3 separate regions of the Mus musculus genome follow, and regions 1 and 3 are each linked to region 2. A link is a contact called in public promoter capture Hi-C data. All regions are on one chromosome and are shown on one strand. Each heading gives the region's core, a stretch centred on a gene start, on an enhancer-like site or on the middle of the called end of the contact. The rest is flanking DNA. Distances are from core to core; before and after follow the strand shown.

Region 1 (3,739 bases), core at 956-3,455, 350 kb after region 2:
TAAGCCCACAAAGAGGCAAATATCTTTCTGAGAGCATTGTTTATGACTTTAAAGGCTATCAATGTGTAAAGTTTGAGGGAATCTTTCAGCACAAGCACCCCTCACCTATCCGTCCCTCTCCTAACCTGAGGGGCTGCTTATTGTAACCTGAAATCAGTCTGGATCCAGGACGCAAGAGAGAAAAGCACAATGCACGGTTGTTTTAGTGTTTGCAACTTCTCAGATTTATGGAGTATCAACTTATTTAGAAGTTTGGTTATTTTCCATTAGCAAATATCATCCAACTAAATTTGAGCAGAGCACCCTCTGAATAAGTCAAATAGACAAGGGCTCTAAATGAGGAAATTAATTATAGCCAGTGTCCCAGGGAAAAGAACCCCTCTGTGGCACAGAGAAATGTAATTAATGGGAGGGAAGTGCCAACAAATCACTCCTTAAAATATTAACGCTATCAAAGAACAGCTGGAGAAGGAGGAAACTTGACCCTTGGGGGACTGATGGAGGGGCCGTGGCTGCTGTACAGTTTCACACAGTTGTGATGTAATGAAATTCCTCAAATCGTAACTTAAAAAAAAAAAGATATTAAGTAGTGTGGCTCTGGAAAAGTTATTAAGCGTTAGTGTGTCTTCGAGTTTGATTATTTTATTATGATCCTTGTAGCTCATATTTGCTGTGGTTTTAAATCTTTTTCTCTTTATTTTCCTGAAAACAAAACCAACCTCCCTGCTGCCCCTAAAAAACTGGTTTGGTTTTTTGTTGTTTTTTGTTTGTTTGTTTGTTTGTTTTAAGCAGCCTGAAAGCCCGGTGACAGCATTTTTTTTCCTATATAAATAAAAATCCATTAACCACGAAATTTCTACTCCACATGCTTCAATTAAATTCTTAGTTAAGGAAATTTGTTTGCCTAAATGTAATTTGGCTTTACTTAACAGTTTGATAACTTATTATTGCCCCCCAAACATTTATTGTGGAGCAATGCAGTTATAATTTTACACAGTCCTACTCAGTAGTGGCGTGTTGGGTATTTATTTTTATATTTAAATAACAATCTCAATATTTAAGACCTGAAGCTAGGAGTGGTTCTTTACCCGGGATGGAATTTAATTTAGATACTTAAAAATAAACCGTTTTATTCAGCACCGAAGTTTTTCTAGAAGCCTCTGGGACCGTGGGCAAGCTGCGGGTGTAATAAATACTTCTGACCGCGTATACTTGTGTTGGCGGTGCTCTGACAAGTTCTTCCATTTGTTTCAGGAGACTTGCTAATATCTAAATCGGTGACAGGGTGTTCAAAGCGTTTGACAAACCGTGTGGCTGAGACGAACGTCCTCACACGTACCGAACCAATAAACCCCGGAGAGGAAACACAGGTTGCAATAAAAATAAAGTCTTGAGGTTAGCACCGGTTTCACGTAACTCTGGCTTCACAAGGCTCTCCCTCGGCTAGAGGAGCCATGCCCTGCAAACAGCCCACAGGGGACACATCATTTAAATAAATGTGTTTCTTTGCCCGAACAGAAGTTCAGATAGGCTCGATTATCATTAATTCTGCTCTTTTATTTCCTTTGCGGGCGCGGAACACCGAAATCCTGGCCTTTGAAGTGAGGCTGGCGGGGCTGACCCGGGTCCTCCCCGGCGCCGGCTCAGCGGTGCGGGAAGGAGGCGCCTGAGCGTGAACTCGTGGAAGCTGGAAAGGAGGGGTGAAGGGGTGGGAGTGAGGTGCAAATGTTGGTGACCCTAAAAATCAGGTTATCGGAATCGAACGAATCCTCAGAATCGGCGGCCCAGGGACAAACTGAGTCTGTGCACAAGCCGACAGAACAGTTAGGGGACTTCAGACGCCACGCTCGTTTTTTAAAAGAAACCCGTGGAACTCAAGCGCGGCGCAAGTCCCCTCGTGAGCTGGCAGGCGTGGACGGAAGCGGGACCGTAGTCTTCCTCATCCTTCTGCAGGTTTTCCCCTGGCTATGTGACAGCTAGGTGGCAGGCTCGGCCTGGTCCCCTCGGGGTCACCGCCAAGGCCCGGGGTAGCGCCGTGGGTGGGGGCGGAGGGGAGACGCGCGTGAACCTGCGGGCGTGCGGACCGCATCGCGGTGCACCCGCTGTGATTAGCTCGCGCGGCGACCCCGGAGGGCGGACTTTCCTCACCCTCGAGTCTCCTCCTCCCTCTGCCTTTTTAAGGGACGCCCTCCAGGCAGAGCTGTCAGCCACCCCAGGCCCTCTGCACTTGGCCGCGACTGGGCTGTCTCCCGCCTGCGTGACAGTCAGGGGCGGGAGCGGAATTAGCCGTTGGTCCCCGAGACCTGCACGTGGAGAGCCAAGCTCAGTTCCCGGCTCTGCCGGGTACCGGGCGACAGCCCACGATTGGGACATTGCCCGGCCCTGGAGTTGGTCGTTCAGGGCTCGACGGCCCGCAAGAATAGCGGCCTGGCCCCGGGTGCTCCTAGCGCGATGAGCCTGGCTAAAGGCGGCCGCTGCTTCAGTCGCAGCCTACGCGGTGGCCTCCCGCGATCCCTGGTCCCCTCACCCTCGCGCACCATGCTGTCCTCCGGCCAGCGGAGCCCGCAGAGCAGCCCACGCCTCCTGCCCAGCCGCTGCTAACCCACGAGAACGCGTTCTTGACCGGGAGGTCAACCGGCCGCGTGGTGCCTCGGGGAGGCGGAACCTTGGTCCCCCGGAGCTCCGGCTCCGCCCTCGGATTCTCCAGCTGCCACCGGGCGCGGGGCGGCGATGGGGGCGCTGCTGGCGTTCTGTCTGCTCGTGGGCTTGCTACGTTGGGGCCCGGCGGGCGCGCAGCAGCCTGGGGAATACTGCCACGGCTGGGTGGACGCGCAGGGCAACTATCACGAGGGGTTCCAGTGCCCCGAGGACTTCGACACGCAGGACGCCACCATCTGCTGCGGCTCGTGTGCGCTGCGCTACTGCTGCGCGGCAGCCGACGCCAGGTTGGAGCAGGGGGGCTGCACCAACGACCGCGGAGAGCTGGAGCATCCTGGCATCACCGCGCGTAAGTGCGGCATCCCTGGGCGGACATGGCTCGCCCACCCGACACAGGCACGCCTTACTAGCTCGGGCCACAAAGTGGACCACCTCTGGGTCTGGGGATTGAAGAAAAAGAGGGTGATCGTATTTCAGGTCAGGGGTCCTATCGCTTTGCAGTTTGGGTCCCGGCTGCACGTGATGCCCATGGTTCGGCCCTAGGGAAAGTTTGCAAGGGTTCGCAGGAACTGCTGGTCTGGCGGGAACCTGGTGCTTCTAGGGTAGACAGCTGGAGCTAGGTTGGGTTTCCTGGGCGCTCTGGTCAAGTGGGGGAACTCCGGAAGTGCGGGTGCCAGGGAACTCGACTCTGATCACCCCCTTATTTTCTTTTGTCGAGTAGTAGCATTTCGTCACTCTTCCAACTTCCTTACAATTCTCTGCATCCAATTACCCTCTCTAGTCCACCCCCTATTGTCACGCTTTTCAGAAACACCCAAGTCTTTGGAGGTGAGGATTTAAAATTCCGGGTCACAGGGATTTCTCAGGCCCCCTATTCTCACGTCGGAAAACACGGGTCAAATTTCCGCTCACTTGTCCACTTGCTCACTTAAGAGGTGAATAAATCAGGACCCCAGCTGAGGAAATTTACACCTTGAAAAAAAAGTTTTCCACTTGAGTTGGAACATCAGGGAAACCTTTTAAGGCTCAAGGCGAAGGTTTTACTGCCAGGAAACCCGAGAAGTGTGTGGAGCTGAGAGCC
Region 2 (3,664 bases), core at 338-2,837:
CTTACGTATAGTTACTTATAGTCAGAAAATTCGGGAATACAGAAGAGGCAGAAGGAAATCAAATTCTGCTACTAAGAGTAAAAAGATCACTGATCTAGTCAGCAACACTAAGTCTTAGAATGAAACTCATCTTGCTGATAAAATGATTTAGAATTTCCAGGCATCTAGAACTGTGAGGAAAAAGAAGTTGCGTTGTTTAAACTACTCAGTCTGTTGTATTTGACACCCCAGGTAAACCAAGATACACATGTGTGCATGTACACACACACACACATACACACACACACAAACACACACACTACCCATACATGGTGGGAGAGCCAGATTAAACAAATAATCAAAAAGAAATATTAGACAATGATAAATATTCTAAAATAGGGGACAAATTATACTCCAGCAATGCAGAGAAGATAATGTGTTAGCTGAGCTTGGGTGATAGGGAATCTAGACTGGAGATTGTGGGGACCTGAATGTGGACATTGGCCTTAGAAGAAAAGTTTACAACATTCTACCGAGCATCCTTTGACTCCTAGACAGCAGCTGACTGGCGCCTAGGCTGCCATGAATCATAAAGGCAATTGTACTTCTGAGAGAGTAGGAGCTTAGAGATACTCGGTTCCTAAGTTGGAGTATAGATCTGTAGTCAGCTTCCTGTCCTCCACCTCTCTCTTCTGTTCTTCTTTTTCATTTTTCTCTATGCCTCTTCTCCGGGTCTCTGCAGACGACACCCCCACCCCTGCATACCTTTTATCTAGCCAGACATGAAATTATGGAAGCCACATTCAAGTCTTCTTTCCTGTTCTTTTCTCCCACACCATCACACAATTCAGGATTTCATTGCTCTCCCTAGTTGTGTGCAATGGCCTCCCTATGATCTTTCTAATATAGATGATGTCACACTTCTGCTTAAAGTTGTAGCTTGGCTCCCTAGATTGCAGAGTTAAGTTCAGAAGTTTTGGCATACATGCAGGCAGAACACTGTATACATAATAAGTCTTTAAAAATATTTTTAATTAAAATATAACTTCATCATTTCTCCCCTTTCCTTCCAACCCCTCCCGTGCCCTCATGTAATGTTTTTCTTGCCACACACCCTGCCTCTCAGCAGTTCAAATCTTTCACCCCCCCCCAGACCCATTCATTCAGTTCACACCGAACTGTCCTGATTCATTCTGTTACTTTACCTGCTCTGTTCTCTTATTTGGAACCTCCTTCCCTTTTCATATACAATTTTTCCTTTCCCTTCAAGATTTATGGCCAGAATTACTTTTCCAGAAACCCCTGATTAACTCAGCTTGTGGTCGTTTTTGCTCTATTGTCTCTGAGAAGGTCAGTGTTATGTTCTTTTTTTTTTTTTTTCCTCCAAGCGTCTGTCACATAGCCGGTTTCACTAGTGCTTGAAATAAGAAAACTAAATCACAGGGTTTGGTGAATCGCTATCTGGAGAGATCATAGATATTTCTGAAGCTTCTGTATATGGAAGTAGAGAGATTTTTGAGGTTCGGAAGCCAGCGAGGAAAATCGCCTGAGTGCCGGTTAAGACGAAAGTTGCCTCGGTGGTTTTACTTAACATTTCCGTGCCAATTGGCTCGTAGGGAAGGTGGAACCAAAACAAGGAGAAAAACTGCATTTCCCGTCATGCCTCCGGAAACCACGCCCGGTGACTCTCAACGTCCCGCCTGACTCACGTGGAAACGAAAGGATCACTTCCGGTTTTGCAACCCCGGGAACCGGCGGCGTCGATCGGCCCTTTAAGGCCTTTCTCCGAAGCTCCGCCTTCGCTTGGGTCTTTCTAGAAAGGCAGCTTCGGTCTGGACCGAGCGGGGCAGGTATTACCGGGCCGCCATAGGGGGACTTCTGCGGCTGTGTGCTGCACGCGTCCGGGAGGGCCCGTTCCTCCGGGGGTTTGGGGTTCCTGCCGGCTCTGAAAGCAGGTCGGAGGGTCGTCGCCCCGCACTGACGTTTTGCTCTTCTTTGCTGTTGCAGCGTCCCGGGCTCCCGAGTGTCTCCCATGGCGGATACGACCCCGAACGGCCCCCAAGGGGCGGGCGCTGTGGTAAGTGAGCGGCCTGGTCGCCCGGCTCCATCAGCCGGAGTTGGCGAGGAGCAGGAAGTGTTTGAGAGGGCTAGAGGGTTCTAGAAGCCGCTGCCTGCCGGACTGGGGTTAGGGAGGAGCCGAGTGGCGGCCAGAGGAGCTCCAAGTTTGTTTCAAAGGCGACAACAGGCAGTTCTGGAGCAGGCGGCTGTCACCTGTCAGCTAGGGATGTTGGCCTCCTTGCCCCTTCCCACACCGCGGTCTCCGATCGTCTTCGGCCCCCAAGGTGGAAAATACCATCTATTCAACCCACATGCCTCGTGGTGCGCGTCGTAGTATTGCCCTTTGTACCTACTTCAAGCCTTTTAAGAAATTTTGCAAAGGGGAGAGAGTGGTGTGTTTCTTTGATTAGTCGTTTACAAAGAGGAGGACTGCCCGTTTGTAAACTTTATAATTAAAAATGTTGATCTACAGGTCGACTCGAGGTAGTTTTTGTGTTTTTGCCCTTAAATTGAAGTTTTGATTTTTTTTTTTTTAAAAAGCTTTTTACAACACCCCTGTACTGTGTACACGCACTTAACTTTGCTGACCCATTTGGAGATTTTTGATAACCCAAAAATACTTAAGTATTATTTTCCACTTCATTACATTTGGGGAATTGAACATGGATGCATTTTAATCTACTTTGTAGTTCACGTGCAGATTTCCTTAACTGTCCATTGTCCCTTCCCCTCTTTGGGAAGCAGCCATTGTGTTTATTTGTTCTGCCTCTTTACTCCCAGTCAGTCCATGGAAATCCCTCTATTATCTCTGGGCTTTGAAGACACACCTAGTTTCAAAAGTCTAGACCTGTTTTACAGAAGGCTCTAGAAACTGAAATTACATTTTGATTATGCCCTTCTCAGGACACAAGAACCATTTTATGTTGATTCTTTGGGGAATTAGGTATGATCCTGAATCAACTGATTTGCCATTGTAAAAATAGATTTCACCCTTTGTAAGTAAGAAGTTGTCTGGCCTAATACTTTGAAACTGTGAATAATTTGTCCTCAAGTCTTCAGTCCCATGATCCATTAAAATATTTTGTTGTGGAACTATATATACCAGGCCGTTCACTCTACTTAAACCAGCCTCTTCAGCTCCTTGATTGTGTAATGGAGTGTACGTACGTGCAGAAGACCCAGAGGAAGGGCTGGGTAGATGGGCTCGTGTTTATAAGTGAGTGCTTCTTTTGCAGAAGACCCTAGTTCAGTTCCTAGCACCCACAGCGGGGGGTGGGGGAGGACTTACAATCACCTGTAACTCCAGCTCCAGTGGGATCCCCTGGACTCCTTGGTTACTGTATGCACCACACATACTCACAGTTAAAAATAATAAAATCAAATCTTTAGAATAGATGTCTAAAATGGACACTTCAGTGACTTGCTAAAGAATGAAAACCCTACACAAATACTTATTTCATTAGGGAGTATCATGTGTGGAGGTCGGAGGACAACGTATTCTTATAAGTTCTCTACATCTACGGTGGTCTCAGGGTTCACACCTCGGTCATCAGCCTTGGGAGCATGTGCCTTTACTGCTGGGCCGTCTTGATGGCCCAACAAATGGATTGTAAAGAGAAGGCTCTGA
Region 3 (3,559 bases), core at 606-3,105, 470 kb after region 2:
TGTTGTTCCACCTATAGGGTTGCAGTTCCCTTTAGCTCCTTGGGTAATTTCTCTAGCTCCTCCATTGGGGGCCGTTTGACCCATCCAATAGCTGACTGTGAGCATCCACTTCTGTGTTTGCTAGGCCCGGGCCTAGTCTCACAAGAGAGAGCTATATCTGGGTCCTTTCAGCAAAATCTTGCTAGTGTATGCAATGGTGTCAGCATTTGGAAGCTGTCAATCCTGTTCTGTTTCCATATCATGCTCACCTTCTGTAGCAAACTGTTCCAAGTGTTTTAGGGTGATTTCTTTGTACTTTGAGGTCTCTGCAAGTCGTTCATAAATTACTGTGTCCTGGAAAGTAAGCAGAAGGTTTGGTGGATTAATTAAGCATCCCGAATTTAATAAGATCGAGATCAGCCACATTACTGGTTGCTGTGCAAACATCTCCCAGTGTTTCCTTTAAAGCACTGAATATTTTTGTCTATGAGTAACAAGGACTCGCCAAAGACAGGAAGGAAGACGGCTGGCCCTGTGGGTTTTGCATCCATGGAATCAATCAAACACAGACAGAAAATGCAGCTTGGCCTGGACGGTTGGGTCTGCAGAGACTATCACAGTTTTTCTTGTGATAATTCCACCAGCAGTATGGGAGTACTTTTCACATGTTTATATTTCAGTAAGAATTCCAAGTCATCTAGAATTGGCTGGAAAAAAACAGAGAAGGAACTGGGCCTGGTGGCCAACATTTATAGTGGAGGTGGGAGGATGTCTGTGTAATGTACAGAGCACTTAGGGAAGAATGGTCTAGAACTCAGGGAACGTTGGGAAATGCTGACCTGACAGGGTCTGTCCTATGCAGATCTGCCTTGAGCTAGAGTCTCAGTGGCTGCAGGATGTGCATAAAATTTACCCAGCTTTAGAACCTTCCAGGGACAAGAGCACCTTTGGAGGTCTGTGCTATCAGATGGACGAACATGAGACATCCGTGGACCACCAAGTGTCCTGAGATGCCCCCTGGGGACGGAACGAGGACCGGCAATCAATCCCTGAGCTGCCTCAAACCGCTAATGATTCTGACACTGTCTCTAGCTTTAAGACTTGGTTGACTCCATTTGTAAAATAATATTCCTGGATTGAAAACAATATTACTTCTTTGATATTTCCACACAGTGTGTTTTGATCCTATCCCCCCACGCCCCCATCCCGACCTATGTTAAAGTCCCTTTGGCTTTAGTTTCATGGGCTGTTTCTCTTTCTCTGCCCCTTCCTCCTTTACAAATCGCCTATTGTTCCTTTTCGTTATTCGCTGGCTTTGGTTTAACGTCTCAAAGAACTTCAGTATTCAGCCTTCATGACTTTTTATGAGACCAGGAAAAAATAAATCATTTACCTGCAATTACTCTCTCAGTGGTAGTACCCACTGTGGGGTTTCTAGTCTTGGGGCCGAGATTTGGACGCTGACTAGTGGAGGATGATTTAGAGCCCTTGAGAGAAACACAACCAAGTGACCTCAGAGCAGATGGAATATCCCAAGGCCCAATTATGAATTTCTTTTCATTTTTCAGTGGTGGGATAGGAAGGAAAACAGAGAAGGGAATGACAGTTTGCAATCATGGCTCCTTCCTGGGAGGGAAAGGAGTATCCTGGAGTTCTCTGTCTCTCTCTCTCTCTTTATTTTTTTCATGTTCATGAAAATTTCCACGAGGTTAACAGAGGCCATTTTCAGAGGAAGAAAAATCTTTCAAACCTTGAAAAACAGAAGTGGTGGTAAGGAGGAGGGAGGTTAGGTTCTGCAGTAAATCTAAACATACTGGTGCTTAAGAGGGTCAATTAATTGTCTACATTCTTTGTGGTATTGAGGAGGCGAAGGGAGGAAATGTGGCCTTCTGTAGTAAAACGTGTGTTTTCAAGTGACAGTCACAAGTGGTTGGCCATGCTTGTCTGTGAAAAAAAAAATACTTAAGAGATACGTTTGGGGACACAAAGCCCTCCTTTATTTAGAGGGCTACATCAAGAGTCTGCCACATTTTCAGGAATGAAAAATAATTCCTTCGTAGATACTAGAAGAGGGACCTGCCATCAGGTCGGACTCTGAATTTATGGACAGAGTCTGGTTATCTTGTATCGTGGCCTTCAGGAAGGAAAGGTGGAACACCACAGTGACTGGATATTCTTGGGGATAGCATGGTAAAGCCAGATGCCTGGTACTGTGGACGAGACCAGGGCTTTGAGAAAAGTGAAACCCGTGGTTAATCATTTCTTTTTGGTGAACCTTTTTGTTTTCCTCTTGCTTTTTATTTTCCCCTCTTTTTTTCTTCTTTCCTTTTTTTTTATTGGATACTTTATTTTTTATATTTTTATTTCATTTTTTAGTTTTATGTAGCTGAGGAAAATCTTGAGCTCTGATTCTCCTCTTTCTACCTCCCAAGCACTGAGACTCTAGGCATGAGGCACCTCTGGCTCTTACTGTATTTTTGACTAAAATTTAAATTCAGATCTAGATTTAAGAATGTACTTTTATACACGTGTATGTGCACAGGTATGCACACATATGCATGTGGAGGCTACTGGTCAATCTCCAGTGCCTTTAGAAGATTCAATCTTACTTTTGTGAGACAGAGTCTCTCACCAGGTTGTGGAGCTTGCCCGTTGGCTATACCAACTATTTAGCAAGCCTCAAAGATCCTCTTGTTTCCACCTCTCCTATGATTACAAGCTCATGCTATTTAGTTGTTCCTTTTACATGGGCTCTGAGGATTAACTTTAGGCCCTCATGTTTACAGGGCAAACTTTTTACCTATTGAGATATTGCCCCAGCCTCACCTAAAATATATTTTTAAAAAGACTATTTGCATTTAGTTCTTTGTGTAGGGTTGAGGCCTAAGGAATGCTGGTGGTGGAAGAAATAGTCTTCCCCAGGGAAGAACACACAAAAAGGCCCCTAAAAACATTCTGTAGTGGTTTGAATAAGAATGGACCCCATAGGCTCCTATATTTGAATGCTTAGTCACCAGGGAGTAGAACTGTTTGAAAGGATTAGAAGGGCTAGGGGGTGTGGCCTTGCTGAAAGTGTGTCACTGGGAATGAGTTTATAGAGGTTTCAAAAGTCCACAATAGGCTTGCTCTCTTTTTCTGCCTAAGGATCAGAGTGTAGCTCTTAGTTGCTGTTCTAGTGCCTGCCTACATGTTTGCTCTCCCCAAGGAGCATGCAACCTCTGCAACTGTAAGCAAGTCCCCGACTAAATGCTTTCTGAGAGGTGCTTTAGTCATGGTGTCTTTTCACAGCAATAGAACAGTGACTAAGTCCATAGGAGCATGTCACCTCTGCAACTGTAAGCAAGCTCCCAACTAAATGCTTTCTAAGAGTTGCCTTGGTCATGGTGTCTCTTCACAGCATACTGTAGTCATTTAAGATTCCTGTAGGATCAAGTGTGTCCATCAAGTTTCTCAAGTCTTTCCTGGTTTAGAGTAAAATTCATGAATGAACTAAAGTTTTATTTGAGCAAATGGTATTTTTAATAATTGACTGTTATTGTAGATATAAACTGTAAACTGTATATGCTTCTATTTTTAAATT

Evidence for each region. Promoter capture Hi-C pulls out the DNA fragments that hold promoters and counts their contacts.
Region 1: a contact with region 2 is called in a promoter capture Hi-C map of cranial neural crest. The contact joins the promoter of Shisa3 here to the promoter of Tmem33 in region 2. A contact is called at or near these places in 7 of 39 promoter capture datasets (cranial neural crest, embryonic stem cells, hippocampal neurons and 4 more), 1 of 115 datasets of contacts at active chromatin or transcription factors (bone marrow-derived macrophages) and 1 of 9 other capture datasets (pancreatic islet).
Region 3: a promoter capture Hi-C map of pre-B cells shows a contact between it and region 2, with 2.8 times the contacts expected there. The contact joins the enhancer-like site here to the promoter of Tmem33 in region 2. A contact is called at or near these places in 2 of 39 promoter capture datasets (the C10 cell line and pre-B cells) and 1 of 115 datasets of contacts at active chromatin or transcription factors (pro-B cells).

What each region holds. Positions count from the first base shown.
Region 1 is chr5:67,605,678-67,609,416 of GRCm38.p6, forward strand. Shisa3 (shisa family member 3) reads left to right here and starts at 2,206. Exons shown (of 2, transcript NM_001033415.3): 1 at 2,206-3,007. The coding sequence starts at 2,731.
Region 2 is chr5:67,258,978-67,262,641 of GRCm38.p6, forward strand. Tmem33 (transmembrane protein 33) reads left to right here and starts at 1,588. Exons shown (of 8, transcript NM_028975.4): 1 at 1,588-1,829; 2 at 1,987-2,056. The coding sequence starts at 2,012.
Region 3 is chr5:67,731,921-67,735,479 of GRCm38.p6, forward strand. Atp8a1 (ATPase, aminophospholipid transporter (APLT), class I, type 8A, member 1) reads right to left here. Exons shown (of 37, transcript NM_001038999.2): 21 at 249-333. Among named protein-coding and RNA genes, the nearest start is that of Gm46914, 31 kb to the left of the region's middle. Within about 2 kb of position 1,856, at least 8 of the 459 cell types and tissues checked have an H3K27ac peak or open chromatin away from gene starts, as enhancers often do. A contact at or near this core is called in pre-B cells, where this site is marked.